Linked DNA regions of Anser cygnoides: region 1 is linked to region 2. A link is a contact called in public Hi-C data. All regions are on one chromosome and are shown on one strand. The core of a region is the stretch at or near the end of the contact, and the rest is flanking DNA. Distances in the headings are between cores, read along the strand shown.

The links. A called contact is a pair of places that touch in the nucleus more often than the background predicts.
Region 1: a contact with region 2 is called in a Hi-C map of liver, with 7 times the contacts expected there. The contact joins the promoter of KLB here to the promoter of KLF3 in region 2. A contact is called at or near these places in 2 of 7 Hi-C or Micro-C datasets (both in liver).

What each region holds. Positions count from the first base shown.
Region 1 is chr4:24,209,853-24,212,552 of Taihu_goose_T2T_genome, reverse strand. It overlaps KLB (klotho beta), which reads right to left and starts at 1,375. Exons shown (of 5, transcript XM_048072865.2): 1 at 543-1,375. The coding sequence starts at 1,280.
Region 2 is chr4:23,946,554-23,949,470 of Taihu_goose_T2T_genome, reverse strand. It overlaps KLF3 (KLF transcription factor 3), which reads right to left and starts at 1,547. Exons shown (of 7, transcript XM_066995762.1): 1 at 1,263-1,547.

The DNA of each region.
Region 1 (2,700 bases), core at 126-2,625, 260 kb before region 2:
AACTCTTAAATACTGAAGGGGACATTTGTTTTCTTCTCAAACCAAGAACTGATGACCTCGCTAATTCAGTGATAAACATTTTGCAGTATGATCTTACTAAGCCAGAAGTAATCATATATACACATCTTCTACTGATAGTAAAACTGATCCAATAGGCAAATAGAACTAAATCTCTGTATAAACTAATGGAACGGTCATTTTAGCGTAGCTGAATGACTGAACAGTCATTTCAGTGTAACTAAATGAAAAGAAAAAAGAGGGAAAACTATGGTCTTTAATAGACAGATGTTGTAGGCAAAAAGAAATTTAAATAAATCAATAAACAAGCACCTTAAAACAAATAATTACTGAGTCAGCTGTTGTGACTACAACATTGAAATCAATTTGAGATTTTGAAAAAAAACAACTGCCTTAGCTAAGGGTTATTTCTTGATGTTTTCACATTCTTTGATTATTTTTTTAACATTGATTACACGATTGATTCATCCCATTATTTCCTATGACAGTGCAAGATCAGTTTATAAAACCTTACTATACTGTACCTTGATCAGATTGTGTCCTACAGTGTAGACAGTGGTTACTTTCCCTTTCTCTCCGGGAGCATGAATACCTGTGCCATACCCATGCCAAGCAACTAAGTAAGGATTATGGATGGTAATCCAATACTTAACACGATCCCCAAAGGTCTGGAAGCAAAAGGTGGCATAGTCGTTGAATATATCAATTACTGATTCATTTTTCCATCCCCCATATTGTTCTTGCAGTGTCAAGGGCAGGTCCCAGTGGTACAGGGTAACCACGGGGTCAATATTTCTGTAGACTAGAGAGTCAATAAGGGTGTTATAGTACTGGAGTCCTTTTTCGTTGGGAGCTGCTACCACCCCAGTGGGAAAAAGCCTCGACCACGAAATTGAAAACTGGTAAAAGGTAACTCCCAAAAAATCCAGAGCTGACAGATCTTTGTCCAGCAAGTTGTAACTGTCACTGGAAACGTCCGTGCTGTCAGCATCTCTGAACTCCGTGTGGATGAAGCGGTCCCAGATGGAGGATCCTTTCCCGTCCTTCCTCCAGCTGCCTTCCACCTGGAACGCCCCTGTCCCTATGCCCCAGAGAAACTCTTTGGGGAAAGTGTCATACAAAAACATCTGTGTTTCACTCACGGGACTGGAGTTAGGGTCCTTTTTCCACACAGATCTTCCCTCTCCGGCAAGCCCAGCGACTATCCTTATGAAAACTAATGTCCAAAAAGCAACAAATCTCTTCAGCCGTCGGCCACACATTATGCCGTTTTATAACGCCAGTGTTAAAAGTCAGATTTCCTTTACTGCCGCTGAAAAAAATCCATTCATTCCCTGGAGTCCCTGCTGTGCAGACTGTCTTCATTTGCCACTAACTGCTGGAGTGTCTTATCAAAGCTTCACTAAAAGCTTGCGATCGTAAAAGCCCTGTCAATGATTAGCCTGAACTGTGAGACCTGGAGTGGGTCAGAGAACAGCGTAATTTTTAGGGAGGTGGCCTCTGTATGATCACCGAGACACCTAGGCTGAGTTCTTCCTGCAGGAAAACATGTTACCTGAGCAATACGAAAAGCTCGGTCACTCGATGAGAGCATATAGGTGACAAAGGGTGCTCAGAAGCTATCCCATTCTTTGTTCCTCGTGCAGCTGTTTCAAGGAGAAGAAATAGAATTCAGACTACAGCCTCCATTTAAAAGGCAATTTATCAATTTTTAATGAATCACATGTTAAATAAAAAGAGCATGCCAGAAGGGTTTGGGGTCTTTTCCCAGAGTTTAACTTTACCTATGTGAAATTTAACGTACAACATTAGGATACAGTTTATTACTAGAACCAAGACAGACTCAATAAAAACAAACCAAACTCCATTTTTCCCCTCTCTGGACCATATTAATTTCTCTCTGAATTTTTTTCTTTGGGTACAAATCTCCACATATTTACCAATATCTTGTGAATATTTCCTCATATCATCCACTCAGAGAAAAGACCGAGCTTGCTCCTTTTCTGGGGAGACCCCTGAGTGCTATTTTGTCTCTCCCCACAGCATAGCAACTTAATGAAGATTACAACACTTAGACATATGCACATCCCACTGACTATGTATAAACACAAAGCAGGTCAATATTTCTTCCAAATACATGCACCCTTATAAAAGTCCTCTGTGCAGCTCTATGCACAGCAGCAGTACAAAATTAACAAGGTCTGTTCTAGTCCTTAAGCAATTTCCCTTAATTTCTTTAAATAAAAATAATTAGCAAAGATAATTAGGCTTGAGAGATGCTATTTTGGTATTGATTAATTTAACAATCTCAGTATATGCAGCTGGGTTATCAGTACAGTGAATATCTTACAGAGCAGCTAGACAATATTTTATAATCTCATCTTTTAACATATTTCAAATTACAGCAAAACTACATGCGTCAAGACATGGTAAATTTACTAAATACAGTAAGGCTGATGCCTGCTATTTTTGCTTTTCTTCAGGCACAGTAATATAAAATGTATTCACACTTAGATCACAGCTGCTCAAGAGCAATACGAGGCATCTTTACATGCAAGACAGTTATACACTGAAACCTGAGCATGGGAACCACTTACCACATAAGTATAGCACCGTGTTTGGATGAATTAGTCCTGCTGACATGTAGGAGATGAAAGTCCAGATGGACTGCTGGGCTACTGC
Region 2 (2,917 bases), core at 298-2,797:
TGAGAGGAAATTTTGTTCAGTTTCCCATGGAAGGCAAAGACCCCTTCATATCTTCTCCCTCCTCACACACACCCCGCCCTTGCCCCCGTCCCCCTTGTGGTCTGCACCACACCGCATGCAGGGGAAAAAAGGTATTTTGCCTGCTTGGACAGAAATAAAAAAAGGCCACTCACACCAGCTTCAGGTTTTTGTATTTATACTAGACAAAAAGCTCTTAAAAATACAAGAGGAAAGTTAGTTTGAAGTAAATCTCTCCTGGGTCAGGCAGGATTATCAAATCCAGATGTAGTTCCTCTCACACAAGAAGTTCCTCATGCAATTACCAGAAGTGTGCATCTTAAAAGTATTCTATGGGAAAAAATCGTTACTGAGCAGCCATGTGAGCCTTTGTTTTCAATACAGGTAATGAGCATTTATGGATATTAGTTTAAATAAAGTCAAGCCTTCAAAGCTCTTGTATCCGGCACCCAAATTCAGCTTTTCATAACAATAAAACCTTCAGAGTTCAGCTCTACAAACAGTGGCACTTCCTGCGTTTTCAAAGGCTAGGAAGCAAATAAAACACAGCGGACAATACAGGTACAGTAAGTGAATTATCAGGGGAGGACACGAGGCAAGTCCCTATTTATTTCGCCCCCTCCATGCCCCTCCTGAGCAGCTCCCAGCCCCTCTCTCCGCCTGCGCCCCCCGGACCAGGCTGTCCCGTGCCAGGGTTGCCCCGAGCCGTGCGGGACGCGCATCTGACAAAAGTCCAAAGTAAACGCTCCCGTCCCCGTTTAGGCTTAAAAAAATTAATAATAATAATAATAAATGAACGGCATCCAGAAAAAGGGAAGCAAATTGCGGTCGTTATTCCTACCGCCGTGCCCAACCGCGGCGCGGCGTGGTTGAACTTCACCTCGACCCCTGCCAGCTCGGGGAGGGGGGGTGACATGGTTTTGAGGGGCACGACCATCCCCTGGCTTAACCGGGAGCTCGGCCGGCCCCTTCCCAAAACCCGAGGCCCCCCGGGAACATCTCCCCGGGCCGCTGCCGCGTCCCCCCGTCCCCAAAAAGCCCCCGCAGCCCGCAGCCGGGAGGGCGGCCCCGGGGGCGTCCCAGCGGGGGGGGCGGGCGGAGGCCGGGGACCCCCCCAGAGGCCGGGCAGGTGCGCGGAGCCCCCCCCGGAGCCCACCCGTCCCCACGACCCCGTCCCTCCGGCAGCTCCGGGAAACTTTCCGGGGGAGGCTGCCGCGCACACACACACACACACACACACTTACGCTGGGCGGGAGGTGCGGAGGGCGCCGCGGGGGCGCTGGGCGGCGAGGCTGGAGGCTGGAGGCGCCGTGGCTCCGGCTCTGTGTGTGTGTGTGTGTCGTGTGTGTGTGAGGAGGGGCCGGCCCCGCTCCCTCCCGCCCTGCCTGCCTGCCTCCCGCCTTCCCCCCGGGCTGCTGGCACCGGGCCGCGCTGTCACATGACGCCGCCGCCTCTCTCGCCCTGCCCGGCTCCCCGGGAGGGTCACGGAGGGGAGCGCGGCCGGGCGGGGAGGGAGGCAGGGAGGGAGGCAGGAGGCAGGAGGGCGGCTCCCCGCCCGCCCGCCCGCCCGCGGGGTGGAGGCTCCGCCGAGGGGCCGGGGCGAGTCGCGGCGCACAAACAGGCGGGCACGCCGTGACTCCCCGCCGCCCGCCCTGCCTCCCGGGGGCAGCCGGCCTCGCGCAGACACTAATTATCCGCCAGCGGCCCCGGGAGGGGCGGGGAGCGGGACAACCACCGCCGACAAACCTGCCCGGCCGGCCGCTCCTCCCCTCCCCTCCCCGCCTGCCTGGCGGCCGGCCCCGCAGCGCGCCCCTTCCCCTCCCTCCCTGCCCACCCCGGCCGACCTGCGGCGGCACAGCAGCCGTCACGGCCCGGGGGGAAGGAAGGGAGGAGGGAGGGAAGGAGGGAGGTGCTCGCTCTGGGGCGCTGCCGCCGCCGAGTTGGCTTCGCCGGCGGGGGCTGGGAGAGGGGAGCGGGGCGAGGCGAGGCGAGGCCGGGCGGCCGGCGTGGGGCAGAGGTGTGGGGCCGCCTCCGCCCCGGCTTGGCGGCTCGCCCGCTGCCGGCCGCCTGAGGCCCGTGCCGGGGTGTGCTTTATGGCCGCGCTCCCACCTCCCGCGGGGCGCAGCGGGCGGGGAGAGGCGCCTCACGCTCCGCGCCGAGGGGGCCGAGGCCCGCCGGGGGGCACCGGCCTGAGGCGGCCCCGGCTCGGCCCTCCTCGGGGCTCCGCTGGGCTGAAGGCAGGACTCGGCCCGGGACGGCGCTTGCTGCTGGAGGCTGGGGTTTTGCACGTACGGTCCGTGAAACAGGAGCCGCTTGTCTCCGTGCCCGCCTGCGGACCGAGGGATTTCACTTGGAGCGGTGTTTGCTTTAATGAAGTAAAATAAAATCCTGGCCTGCCGTCTCAGCTCTGTTGCTTAGGCAAAGGTTCTGCCCCTAACAAGCTATATATTGTATATAAGGTGTTATATGTTCGTTGTGCCGTGTACCATCCTGTCTTCTTCTGATTGATGAATGGTACCTAACACGTCAACGAAAAGGCAACTGCTGCGCTTGGCAAGGCTCTGTCCTGCAGTGTGAACTGTGGACAGATGAAAAGCGTTTAGAGGATGGAGAAGTTGCCCTGTGGGACTCTTCATTACACGCTTGGTCCTGTGGGTAATGTCAGTGGTGGGTGCTGGGCATGTCCAGCTCCCTGGGATCAACCTGTGTATTCAACTCCCTGACTGGGACCCCCGTGAAACTCACCTCTGGATGCTTGGGTTGTTGTTATTTCTGTTCTCTTTGGTTATTACCGAGTCAATAAAGCTGTAAAAGCAAAACAGAAGGAAAGGAGAAGGATCGGGAGAAATGTTTTCAAGATGCATGCTTCGCTGTGCACAGCCACGTGTTCAGCTTACAT